Regions from separate parts of the Sus scrofa genome. Here region 2 is linked to region 1. Evidence: chromatin contacts called from public Hi-C data. All regions are on one chromosome and are shown on one strand. Each heading gives the region's core, a stretch centred on a gene start, on an enhancer-like site or on the middle of the called end of the contact. The rest is flanking DNA. Distances are from core to core; before and after follow the strand shown. Region 1 overlaps DCPS (decapping enzyme, scavenger). Region 2 overlaps KIRREL3 (kin of IRRE-like protein 3).

Region 1 (5,709 bases), core at 1,079-3,578:
TCTGGCATTGCTGTGGCTGTGGCATAGGCCGACAGCTATAGCTCCAATTCAACTCCTAGCCTACAAACTTCCATAAGCCATGGGTGCAGCCCTAAAAAAAAGAAGGACAAGGCAGGGGCCAGATTGCAGACCACAAGTGTAACCCTAAAAAAAAAAAAAAAAAAAAAAATCTGTTTTTGATGATCGTAGGATCCTCAAACCCTATGAGGGTCCTGCAAACAGTTTTAAGTGTATGGGTAATGGGATCAGATTTAAAGAATGAGCTGGAAGTGATTCGAATAAGAGGAAGACTGATCGAGGCAGAGGCAGTGGGGAGCTTCCCTGGCAACTTAAGGGGCCGGGTGGCTCCAGGTGTAGCTGGGCGATGACTTGTAGAGAGCAGGATCGTTAGCCAGCACAGAGGCATGGGCAGTGGAGTGGGCTTACATGGAGGACAGTGAGTTCATTTGGGACTTCTTAGCTCTCGTGAAGTGACCTAGAGCTGCAACTCTCCTAAGCATTTTACAGGCATCACCTCATTATATCCCTACAGCAGGTCTTTGGAGACAGGATTCAAAGCCAGGCGGTCTGGCCCCAGTGTCTGTGCCCTTAGCCCTTAGCCCTCTACCCTGTTTGGGCCCTTGAAATTGAGGTACTTGTAATTTACCAGTAAAAAAATTACTGGGATGGTGGGATGTCTGGATCTGGAGCCTTCAAGATCGGTTTGTGAGTCATACAACCAGGGCTTCACTGGCACCCAGGGAAGGGTTTGGACTCTTATCCTGCTGCCCCAGAGCCATGTGACCTTGTCCCTCACTTCTGAGCCCCAGTTTCCTTGTCTGGAAAATGTGACTGACAGCACCTCCCCCAGGGGTCCCTGGAGAAGTTGAGAGATGTGCCTGCTGCTATTTCTAGCACAGAGAAGGTGCCCAGGTTGTGACCACCGTTGTCCACACAGGTGGCAGTTCGGGTGAGGAGGAGGGAAAGTGCGGAGCTGAGACACCTGGTGGCCCAGGCTGGGGAGGGGTAGCTGGTGGAGAGGGGCCAGCCGGCATCGTGCAGAAGAGCAGGACAATGAAGAGGGAGCTCAAGGGAGGAGAGGGGCTTCAGGGGAGTTGCCAGTGCCACAGGGAGGGGGTCATGCCAGGTGCATCCAGAAGCTGCCAGCATCCCCACGGCTCATCATCCTCAGGGCCCAGGCACCTGGGCTTGCTTCCCTAGGGTGTCCCCTCCCCCACCCCCCACTCCCACCCTGTTATGTCACCCTATGATTTGTTCCCTGGTTCTCCTCCCTGTCTTATCTGGGCTTCTGGCTTGTGACCTCCTGTGGGTTCAGGCCCCTCTCACTCTCCCAGAGGTCTGGGGCATGGGTCTGGGGCCAGGCTCTGGCTTGGAATTGTGTGAACTTGGGTGGACTTCTTCGCACCTGCCTTTTCCTTACCTGTAGGATGAGGGCACCCATAGCGCCTACCACAGAGGCTCGCTGCGCAGGTCGGTCCTGTGGGGCGCTCTTATCACACCACACCTTCTCAGCCGCCCTGGGCCCCTCCAGCCTTGCGCACCTTGCAGGCAGTTCTCTCTTGCCCTGTAGTCAGCACACCTCCTTTGCTCTCAGCTGTTTTCTTTTTCCCTTCTCCCCAGTGGGTCTCGCAGGCTCAGGTAGGCCCAGCCTGACCCCCGTTTGGAACTTTCCTAGCCCCTTCTCTGCTTCGGGCGCCTCCCTGGGCTGGGCTCTTTCACAGTCTGCTCCATGGCCCTTACGTGTGGATATTATTAGCCCCATCTTACAGAGGAGGAAACCGAGGCTTAGCCAAGGTGCAGCTGGTTAGTGGTGGAGGTGAGAGATAAACCCAGTCTTGTTGGGCTCCTGAGCCCATTCAGTCTCTGGTATTGCAAGTTGCTTTCCAGGAGTTCATATCTGTGGGCTAAGGATGGGGCCCCAGGGAGGCCTGCCGCAGGCTGGGCTACACCAGGACTCTCCATGGACAGTCAGCAAACCCTCCCTCCCCTTTATTTTTGGGACACTTCAGGTCAGGGTCTGGCTGGCTTTTTCTCTCCAGCAGCACATTCCCAGAGAGGTTTCTAGTCAGAGAGGAAATGCCTCCCTGGGACATTCTCTACTTGCTGGGCTGTGCGTCACTCTGGCTCCAGTGCCCCACAAGGAGGCCTCACCGCACTCGTGCTCCAGACTCTGCCCGGGAAGTGGATGGCCAAGCTCTTCTTGGAAGAGCCCCACTTTTCTGCTGGATAGACCATGTTGTGGCCGGCCTGTGGGTCTTATCAGGGGGCCTAGGAGGCCCTAGAATTCCCCAGTGGTTACCCTCTGCTTCATCCTTCTCCATATCAGATATTTGCACTTGGCCTTGGCCTTGCTGGATGAGAGCCAAGGATACAGGCTAAGGGAGTGAGGTGTGCAGCACCAGCCTTCACTGATACTGCAGTGCCAGCCCTCCAGTGGTCTTGGTGTGTTGGTGCCCTGGTCTCCTGTCCCCTCTTTGGTCAGCTCGAGGCCCTTGGTGACTTCGGGGTGGAAGGGGCAGCGGTGTGAGCCCAGCTCCTGCCTTCTCTCTGGCTCCCCAGCAGGGCTGTCTCTCAGATTTCGGGCACAGAGTTCCCTGGCCTAGAAGGAAGTTGAGTTTGCACAGGGCGCTCAGAGCTCAGGGGAAGTAGAAAAGTGCAAGGTCTGTGGGTTGGAGCCCTGTGAGAACAGGAGTCTTCTTATCTTAACCTCCCTGCAGGCTGGCTTCCTCAGAGGGGCCATCAGGACCTTAACAGTAAAGTGACGCCCTTGGTATCCACACAACACCCAAGGAACGGTCCTCTGAAGACTGTTGACAACAGCTGATCAGAGGGCGAGAAAGCTGGCAGCCCGGGGTTGCCAGGACAGGTCTGTGCGATCGCCTCTCCATGGGGTGTTTGTTCTGCTTTGTCCTGCTGGGTCCGCGTCATCAGCCAGGTCTCTAGGTGGGGCAGAGGTGTTTACCCCACACTCACGAGCATCCCAGCAGGCTGAGAAACCCAGCACATTATTAACTCTAGAACCTAAGCCGCCTTCTGCCCTGGCATGTAGCAAGCTCCTTCTGCAGAGGGAACTCCCAGCCTGACTCTCTTTGCTCTCTGGTCCTGAATAAAGGGGGACGGGGCCCATGGGAGGCTTTTCCCCAGTCCTGTGGGCAGTGGAAGAGCAGGCCAGGCTTACGAGGCCACAGCAGAGCGTGGGCATAGGGCCGGCCAGGAGGGGCCTAAAGAGCCAGCCCCGTCTGAGCTGCCGTGACCCCTGTGGGGGTGGTTGTGGTGGAAGCGGGGCAGTTTCTTCCGGGCCCCCAGGGGAAGACCTCTGGGTCACTGTTGAGCCTCTGAGTTTAGTGGCCTTTTAAGACGTGCTGTCCTTCCCAGGGAGGCCCGGTGTGGGGTGTCTGTCTGGGAAAGTGGTTTGTGAGCCTTCTCTCCCTGCTCCTTCCAGTGGGTGTATAATATCCTCGACAAGAAGGCTGAAGCTGACCGGATCGTTTTTGAGAACCCAGATCCCTCTGACGGCTTTGTCCTCATCCCCGACCTCAAGTGGAACCAAAAGCAGGTAAAGGATTTGGTGTTGGGCCACTCCAGGCCACTGGGCTCCCTTGGCCCACCCTTCTTCCTCACCTTGGTCTCCCGCTGAGCAGGTTATAACGTACCAAGGGGAGGCCTCAGCTCTCTGCGGTGGCACCACTTCCTTGCCCTGCTCGAATGTTTGCATTTTAATGGACCAGCTTAATTAGAGCCCCTTCGGCCCTCCTCCCACCCCAGGGCTGAGGATGGGGCCATGTTGTGTCCACGACCACACAGGACACCAGCTCCTTTCCCAGCCAAGTGCCAGGGCCCCCACCCTCACTCCCAAGAGCACCTGGACATGGACTGTTGACACTCTCCCGGTGCCCTGGACACCAGCAGATCCAGGCAGGCCCACAGTCTGAAGCACTTGCCGGCTCCGCTGCCTGGCCCCCGAGTGCCTCCTTTCCTGACCTCGGGAGCAGCTCTCCCATGGAACCTGGCCAGTCACGCTGGCCCTCCCTTCTCTGCGGCCTCTGTCCACCCTCCCTGTTCCCTCGCCCTCACAGTATCCGCCACCAGTCCTACTCCACTCTTTGGGTAGCCTTTTGTGTCCTGAGAGTAACAGAAACAGCAGAGCACCGAGCCTGGATGTGCTATTCCCCCGTGGACTGAAGCTGGGCTAGGTGCAGCTGGCAGCGGGCTGGGGGCCAGGGGCCGGGACGAGGCCGAGGAGGCCAAACCCAGACTGGCCAGGTCAGCTGTGGGGAGCAGATAAATGCTCTCTCCTGCAATTGAAATCTGTGAGTGATCCAGGCTCCGAGCTGCCCTTTGCTCTCGGGTGGGGCCTTCTGGTGCCTGTTCCTCACAGGGTTGCGAGATCACCCAGGGGCATTGTGCTGGAGTCAGGCCCTGTCCACCGCCCCCATGGACAGCTTCTCTCGCATGCCCTCCGCTGTGGCCTGCCTGCCTGGCAGGCCCTCTGTATCCTAAACACAGCTCACCTGCAGTTTGCTTGGTTTGATTTGTTTCTCAACCTGCTGCGCGTCACTCCTTCATCACCATAAAAGCAGGGTCTGGGAGCCTTTGGTCAGGGCGAGAGGACAGGATTTGGGCTCAGCGCTCAGGTAAGCAAGCACCAACTGTTTCTTGGGGAGGCTCACGGGAGTTCCTGACTGGGCTCAAGGGGCAGTAGGGAATCTGAAGGGAGTTTCTAGAAGTTGCAGCACTGAGCAATGGTTTGTTAGAGGCCAGTGAGGTCAGAGAAGACACCCTTCCCTCGTGGGTGCTGAGGTGCAGAGGCTTCCACCTCCCCTCCCCTGCAGCCTGTCCTCACCTCCCGCAGGGCCGGAGGAGGAAGCAGGCCTGGGGCTGGTGGCCCCTCTAGGCAGTACCTTTGTGCCGCTCTGCAAACCCGTCTGTCCCCTTGGGCAGCCCCGCACTTGCAAGTTTTGGATTGCAGGCTGGGCCTTAGGAGGTGGGGGTGCGGTAGAGGAACTTGTGACTCCCGAGGTCCCTAAAGACTGAAGACCTTGTGGTTTGCAAGGGATGGTGGTCTGAGGGCCTTGTGGGGACAGCAGCAATGTCTCCACTCAAGAAGCCCTAACACGCTGGCTCCCACAGCACTGAGAACGGAAATCCGCTGTCCTCCTGACCTGGGGCTGGCAGACACCCTGCCTGGTCTGGCAGAGGAGCTGCTCCCTGTCTGTCCTCTTAAGAGAGAAAAGGCCCAGGAGCTGCACTGGGCTCCCAGCCACCTAGCTGGGGCGACTTGCCCTCAGGGGTTGCAAATGGGCCAGCTTAAATAGCAGGCTCTCCTTGATGGTAGTACAGGTGCCATTGTCCTTAACCTTTGCTTAATTAGCACTTGTTCTCTTTGTAGAACCACATTTTAGCATCTCACATCCTTGATTTGTGACAACACTGACGTCCATGGCTCTCTGGTAGTGTATCCAGCAGGGGGACTGGCCAGGCCTGGACTTCCGTCCTTCCTCACCCACCAGGGGAGGACTAAGGAAAGGGGTGTCTGGCACCCCTTTGAGGGGACTTCTAGCTGCCCTGGAGTCTCCTGCTGCTGCCACTGCTTCTCCCAGAAGTGTACCTGTTCCCCCATTGATGCCCAGGGTTAAAGGTGTCCATCCAGTCATCTGTCCATCCAGCCAACCATCCAGCCAGCCATCCGTTTCACAAATATTTATCAAG
Region 2 (5,825 bases), core at 1,590-4,089, 65 kb after region 1:
AGACATAGTGGAAATAATCCTGGCCTTTCCAGCCTGATAGCGAGCCTGAGAGTTAGAAACTGGGCTCCCATCCAATCATTCAGAGCCAATGACAAATTGTAAAGCTATCAGAAAACTGGATCCTGGCCTTGGGATGGGTGGGGTGATTCACAGACAAGCTTTCCCAGGGAATTGTGGTCGTCCCAGGTCATTTGGGGACTGGAGGGGGAGGATGCCAGGCCTGCCCTCCTACTGCAGTTGTGGCCTGTTCTTGCTCAGCCTGTCCCCGAGTGGGTCCTAGTTCATGGCCCTTTCACATTGGCCATTTTCATCGCATTCTAGGATGAAAGCGGCCTTGGGTTTGCAGTGGAGGAAGGAAACATTTCAAAGGAAAGCATGTGTGTTTAAGTCTTTGTGCTTATTGTCTGTTAGCTCTGTGACCTTGGTCTTGTGGCTTCTTTCAGCCTCACTCTCCTGTCTGTAAAATGCTGATACTTTGTAGAATTGTGAGAATTAAATAAGATTACCATTGTGAAGGACTCATTTCAGTTAATTTGAAATCGCCTACAGGGTGATTCAGGGCTCCCACTGACTTAATTAAAAAACAACAACAAAAACCCCACTTCCCTTTACCTTTTTTTTTTTTTCTTTTTTCTTTGTAGGGCCATACCCGCGGCATATGGAGGTTCCCAGGCTAGGGGTCGAACCAGAGCTGAGCTGTAGCCGCTGGCCTATGCCACAGCCACAGCAATGTTAGATCCAAGCCACACCTGTGACCTACACCACAGCTCACGGCAACACTGGATCCTTAACTTAGCGAGGCCAGGGATTGAACCCCAAACCTCATGGTTCCTAGCTGGATTCGTTTCCACTGCGCCATGATGGGAACTCCTTTACCAGCTTTTTTGCACCCTCCCCCTCATGGTGGGCACCGTGAAGCCCCATCTGCCACAATAGCCACATTCCCACCCCGGGAGGGTCAGGCTTCAGAGGGGGAAGAGGGTTCTATTCTCTGGGAGATCCAGTTTCTTCCCTGTTCTCTTGGTTCTTCTGTGCCATAACCTTGGGTTTCAAGAAAGAGTAGGCACCTCCAGCCTATTATGGCAGCTGTAGTTGGGGGGTTGTTCATGTGGCGAGGGGTTAAGGTAGGCTGTAGTGAGGATTAGGTTTAGATTTCCCACCACCTCCAAGTGGGGAAGGCCAGGAGAGACGATTGGGGAAATCTTCTTAGGTCATTCTTCTCCTTCTAGCACACCAAAGCATTTTGCATCACATCTTAGATCCTTATTCCTTGTTAGCAAAGGAAAAGCATATATAGGAAGGAAGAAGGCTTGATTAACCTAGAGCACACAGGGGCATCTGTGCTGGGCCAGAAATGGTACCAGGAGCAGGATGTGGAACCGGGACGTACACTTATATTTCTTATTCTTTTCCACTCCCTTGGGCTTGGGGGATGCAAAGGAAGATATCTAGAGAACTGGCGGTGGGGGGATGTTGAGGCAATAGGAAATAAGGCAGAAGCAGAAAAATCCTCTGGGTAGAAGTGCTAGGAAGGTTATGTATAGAATCTGTGGCTTGGGGCCATCCAAGGAATCTATGTGTGGAAAGAAGCATAGGCTTTTGTGATGAAGGTTCCCATGATGCGTAAGGACTTCTTGGGAAGGTTGGAGGAGAGGGGCTAAAGCTTAGGAGGACCTTCCTTTGGGGACAGTGGGACTTCTCCAGAGTTCCATTTGAATCTTGCTTGCTGGGCCAGCACTCTACCTTGGCCCTGTCTGCCATCACCACATCAAGCTTCCCACACCAAGGCCATTCTTAAGATATTATTTGAGTTTCAGTGTTTTGGGGCGCTTGGTGGCACAGGCTCTTTGAAGAGCGCATCCCCCCCTGAACCCCTAACAGGGGGAGCTTCCCTTGCAGAATATTGCTGAGAGAAAGACCTAGAAGGACCCCTCCAATGCAGCCTGAGCCCTTGCCCTCTGAGCTGTATGTGGCGTGAGTCGGGTGCCTGGTGGGGCACGCCTGCGAGGAGGGGAATTTGCCTGTAGGTCCTGTGGCCACCACAAGCAGAGCTATCCACTGTCTGAGAAAACTGAATGGAAGCACTGCAAGGAACCCTGGGGGAGGGGGGTGCCCAAAGCATACTCTGAGTGTTTGGGGTCTTCCCGTGGCCCTGCAGGAACAAAAGGACAGAAGGGACATTTAATCTTGGATGGCAGGTAGGAGTATGGTGCAGATATGCTTTCTCTCTGGCCCCTGGGGACTGACTGAAGATAGGGTGGGTGGTTTCTTCTGTGAATCTAGGCTCGGCTGAGAAGGCGGGTCTCATCACCTTAAAGACCTGCCCTCTAGTCCCCTCCACCCCCACCTCTCCCCGGACACAGTCTTTGCAACAGCTCTTTCAAGAACCCTGACCAGAGAAGCTCTCACACTCCTTGTATTGTCTCCGAATGTGCTGAGGGGAGGCGGGGAGTACACGAAGGGGGATGGGTGGGGAAGCTCTGAGCTGCACAGGGTGGAGAAGGGTCCCCGAGTGTCGCACTCCCCCTCCTTCCCTCCCTCTCCCTCCCAGACACCAGTCTCTGATTGGTCCAGTCCCACCTCAGAGTTGAGAGGCCTCCAGTCCAAGGACAGAATTGCAAGAGTATGGACACAAAACACCAAACGAATTGGGGATGGGCTCTGGGCCGGTGTGGTGGCAGGGCCGTATCTGGCTTCTCAGCCTGTGGGTCCGGGCTGTGAGCAGCAGGGGGCGCTGGGGGCTCTGGGGCAGCTAGCTCAGTGCCGGGGAAGCGCTTGACCCCCGCTCCCCAGGGCTGTACAGGAGCACAGGCACAGGGGTGGGGCTTATGGGCAGCAAGGGGTAAGCTCATTGGGAGCCCGGCGCATGGAGGGCAGTTTCATTACAGCAGAGTTAGAGCCACTCTAGTGCCCGCGGGAGTTGCAAGCGGAGGAAAGGCCTCCAGGAAAGGGCCGGGGCCGGAGCGTCCCGCGCGGAGCCTTCTGCGCTCAGCAGCAGCTTCTGACCACAGCCCCGCTCTCACGCCCCGGACACGCTGCAGCTGGGCCCATATTTGTGCCGATCGATCGCAGCTGCGGAGGAGGGTGGTGGCAGAGGCCCTCGGGGCTGTCCTGGAGGCGGCTGGTTTTGGGGTCCTCCGCTAAGTCTCTGCAGAGCCAGCCAGCGCCCTTGGCCCCTTCCCGACCCTCCCTCGCCCAAGGTCTGGGATCCTCAGACGTGAGTCTGCATCCGCCGCTGCAGGGGCCGGCTGGGGTCGGAGTTCTGGGACGAGGACTGGGAATGGTGGGAGGAGGAGGCCGAGGCCTTGCTCGCCTTGTCGAACTGCACGTAGCCGTCCTGCTTGCCGCTGCTGCTGACGCTGCTGTCACACTGCGTGTCCAGGAAGGAGCTGCTGTCGCTGAGCGAGCCCCTCTGGAACTCCCGCTCGCAGAGCTCGATGGACGAGCTGCCCATGCCCAGCACGAACCTCTGCCCGTAGTCGTAGAGGCGGCCCTGGCCGCTCAGCGTGCTGTAGATGTTGGTGAAGGACATGCCCGTGGGCACCCGCTGCTTGCCCGCTGGGCGCAGGTCTGGCTGGCAGCTGGACAGCGAGATGGTGGGGGTCGAGTGGTGCTCCTTGAAGGTGTTGACGCTGTAGTAGCCATTGGTGGGGTCCTGGGGGGCCAGAGGAAGAACAGGTCACATCCCTGGGCAGGAGCCCCCCCTGAAGGCGGTGTGGGGGGGTTGGCTCTCCAGGCTGAGCCAGTCCCATCCTACATGGGGAGGGCCAAGGACAAACAAGAGGAAGGGGACAGCCAGGGAGGGGAGGCGGGGGATAAAGGAGGATTAGCCTGGCGCCAGGGGGTGGGGGTAGGGACCCAAAGCAGAGGTGGCTGGTAGCCATGTCAGTGGCAGCAGAAAGGGGAGGTGCTGAAGGGAATGGGGGGGTATGTCTTGACTCTTGTTATGTCAGGGCGGCTCAAGGCTCTGTGAGAACCAGGCTTTCATTGTTTTCTGTTTTAGTTTAGAACATTGACATTTCATTAAAGATGTTCCTGGTGAGGAGGCTGTGGGAGGTGGGAGACCTGTGAGACCTCAGCCTAACTCTCTGGCCTCCTTGGTTTATGGGGGACTGTCCCACCTTAGTGAGAGGACAAGCACCTGTCCCCACAGTCACCTCTGGCCTTTCTCTTCTACTTGTTGCTCTTGTTTGCCTGGATCTGGAGCTTGGGTCGTCAGAGCTGAAGACCAGACTCCAGGCTGTGTGGTAACCGGTGGCTCTTCTTACCTTCAGGTTCTGAAACTCCTTTTCCTCTTCTTTGAGCACCTCCAGCTGCTTCAGGACTGAATCTTGTTGGAATTCGCCCCGGTCCATCTACAACCCAAAAATGGCTGCTCAGTGGGTGGGAGGTGGGCTAACTCTCCATCCCCCTCTCCAAGGAAAAGCTGGAGAAATGAACTCAACAGAGGCTTGCCGTCTTTGTCTCCTCTCCCCCCACGTTGCACTGCCAGGAGGAGAGTCCAGATCTCAGGGTTGTTCTTGAGCCCCTACCCCACCCCCTCCTGAGAGATGGTGACAGAGGGGTGGGTGCATGTGGGCAGGTCTCTAAGACCCACTTTCTTCTGTTGGGCTAGTGTTATCACCTCCAGAGATTTCCTTTTGATTCAATTCAATTCACCAAGCATTTACTGATTTTCAGGCCAGGCCTTGCGCTCAGGGCCAGGCAAACAGAGATCCAGATACACTAAGAATCAGCTGTGTCCCTCAGGGAGGTGGACCTGTAGATAAATAACTACAGAACCTCTGGGGAGGGATTAGTGCCCCACAGGTAGCCTTATCCCTGGTGGTGGCCTTCCTGAAGGCCTGCGGAAGCAATCACTGAACTACCTGCAAGACAATGGCAACTAGGGCCTCTCCTGTTATTCGCAGCAAGAACTTAGAAGATTCAAAGTTATCTTCCTTAACAGAGCCTGGGGACAGGAGTTCCTGTCGTGGCTCAGTGGTTAACGGATCCGACTAGGAACCATGAGGTTTCGGGTTCGATCCCTGGCCTTGCTCAGTGGGTTAAGGATCCGGCGTTGCCATGAGCTGTGGTGTAGGTCGCAGACGTGGCTCAGATCCCGCGTTGCTGTGGCTGTGGCATAGGCTGGTGGCTACAGCTCCGATTAAACCCCTAGCCTGGGAACCTCCATATGCCGAGGGAGTGTCCCTAGAAAAGGCAAAAAGTCAAAAACAAGCAAACAAACAAACAAAAAAACCAAACAGAGCCTGGGGACAAAGATGTCTTCCTGTTCCTCTTATGGCTCCCAGCACACCTGGTACAGCGCCTTATAGATTGTGGTCACCAACCAAAATCCTGTTGGAGTGGAATCATATTCAATCATGTTTTATTAATTCTTTGATTTGCCAGTGCCTAGCTCAGTGCCTGACATACAGTAGGGCTATCACAAATGTTCTGTTTATGTCAGATGAATGAATGAAGCTCTAACTTACTGAAAATTAATAATTTGATTGATGGCAAAAAAGAAAGCAAACCTGCAGTGGGTTTATTAATTAATCTGAAGAGCCACATTGGTGCCTGTCTCGTAGCACAGAACGCAAATCCCCTGTTTTCACTTCTGCACCTGACAGAAGTGTCTGCTGCGTCTGCGACCTACACCACAGCTCACGGCAATGCCGGATCCTTAACCCACTGAGCAAGGCCAGGGACCAAACCTGCAACCTCATGGTTAGTAGGATTGGTTAACCACTGAGCCATGATGGGAACTCCTGGGTTTTTTTATTTGTGACTCATTTCCTGATTTCTTTTTGGAGCCCCTCAGAAGCAGCCAAAGTGCCTTCCTT

What was found. A called contact is a pair of places that touch in the nucleus more often than the background predicts.
Region 2: a contact with region 1 is called in a Hi-C map of fetal liver, with 1.8 times the contacts expected there. The contact joins two enhancer-like sites. A contact is called at or near these places in 14 of 47 Hi-C or Micro-C datasets (alveolar macrophages, blood, embryonic fibroblasts and 8 more) and 2 of 2 datasets of contacts at active chromatin or transcription factors (alveolar macrophages and skeletal muscle).

What each region holds. Positions count from the first base shown.
Region 1 is chr9:53,426,758-53,432,466 of Sscrofa11.1, forward strand. DCPS (decapping enzyme, scavenger) reads left to right here. Exons shown (of 6, transcript NM_213790.1): 4 at 3,443-3,556. Among named protein-coding and RNA genes, the nearest start is that of DCPS, 29 kb to the left of the region's middle. Within about 2 kb of position 2,329, at least 7 of the 83 cell types and tissues checked have an H3K27ac peak or open chromatin away from gene starts, as enhancers often do. A contact at or near this core is called in fetal liver and retroperitoneal adipose tissue, where this site is marked.
Region 2 is chr9:53,491,337-53,497,161 of Sscrofa11.1, forward strand. KIRREL3 (kin of IRRE-like protein 3) reads right to left here. Exons shown (of 17, transcript XM_021063119.1): 16 at 4,269-4,355; 17 at 2,399-3,655. The coding sequence ends at 3,212. It also overlaps a transcript of ST3GAL4 not described here. Among named protein-coding and RNA genes, the nearest start is that of ST3GAL4, 19 kb to the left of the region's middle. Within about 2 kb of position 2,840, at least 16 of the 83 cell types and tissues checked have an H3K27ac peak or open chromatin away from gene starts, as enhancers often do. A contact at or near this core is called in fetal liver and retroperitoneal adipose tissue, where this site is marked.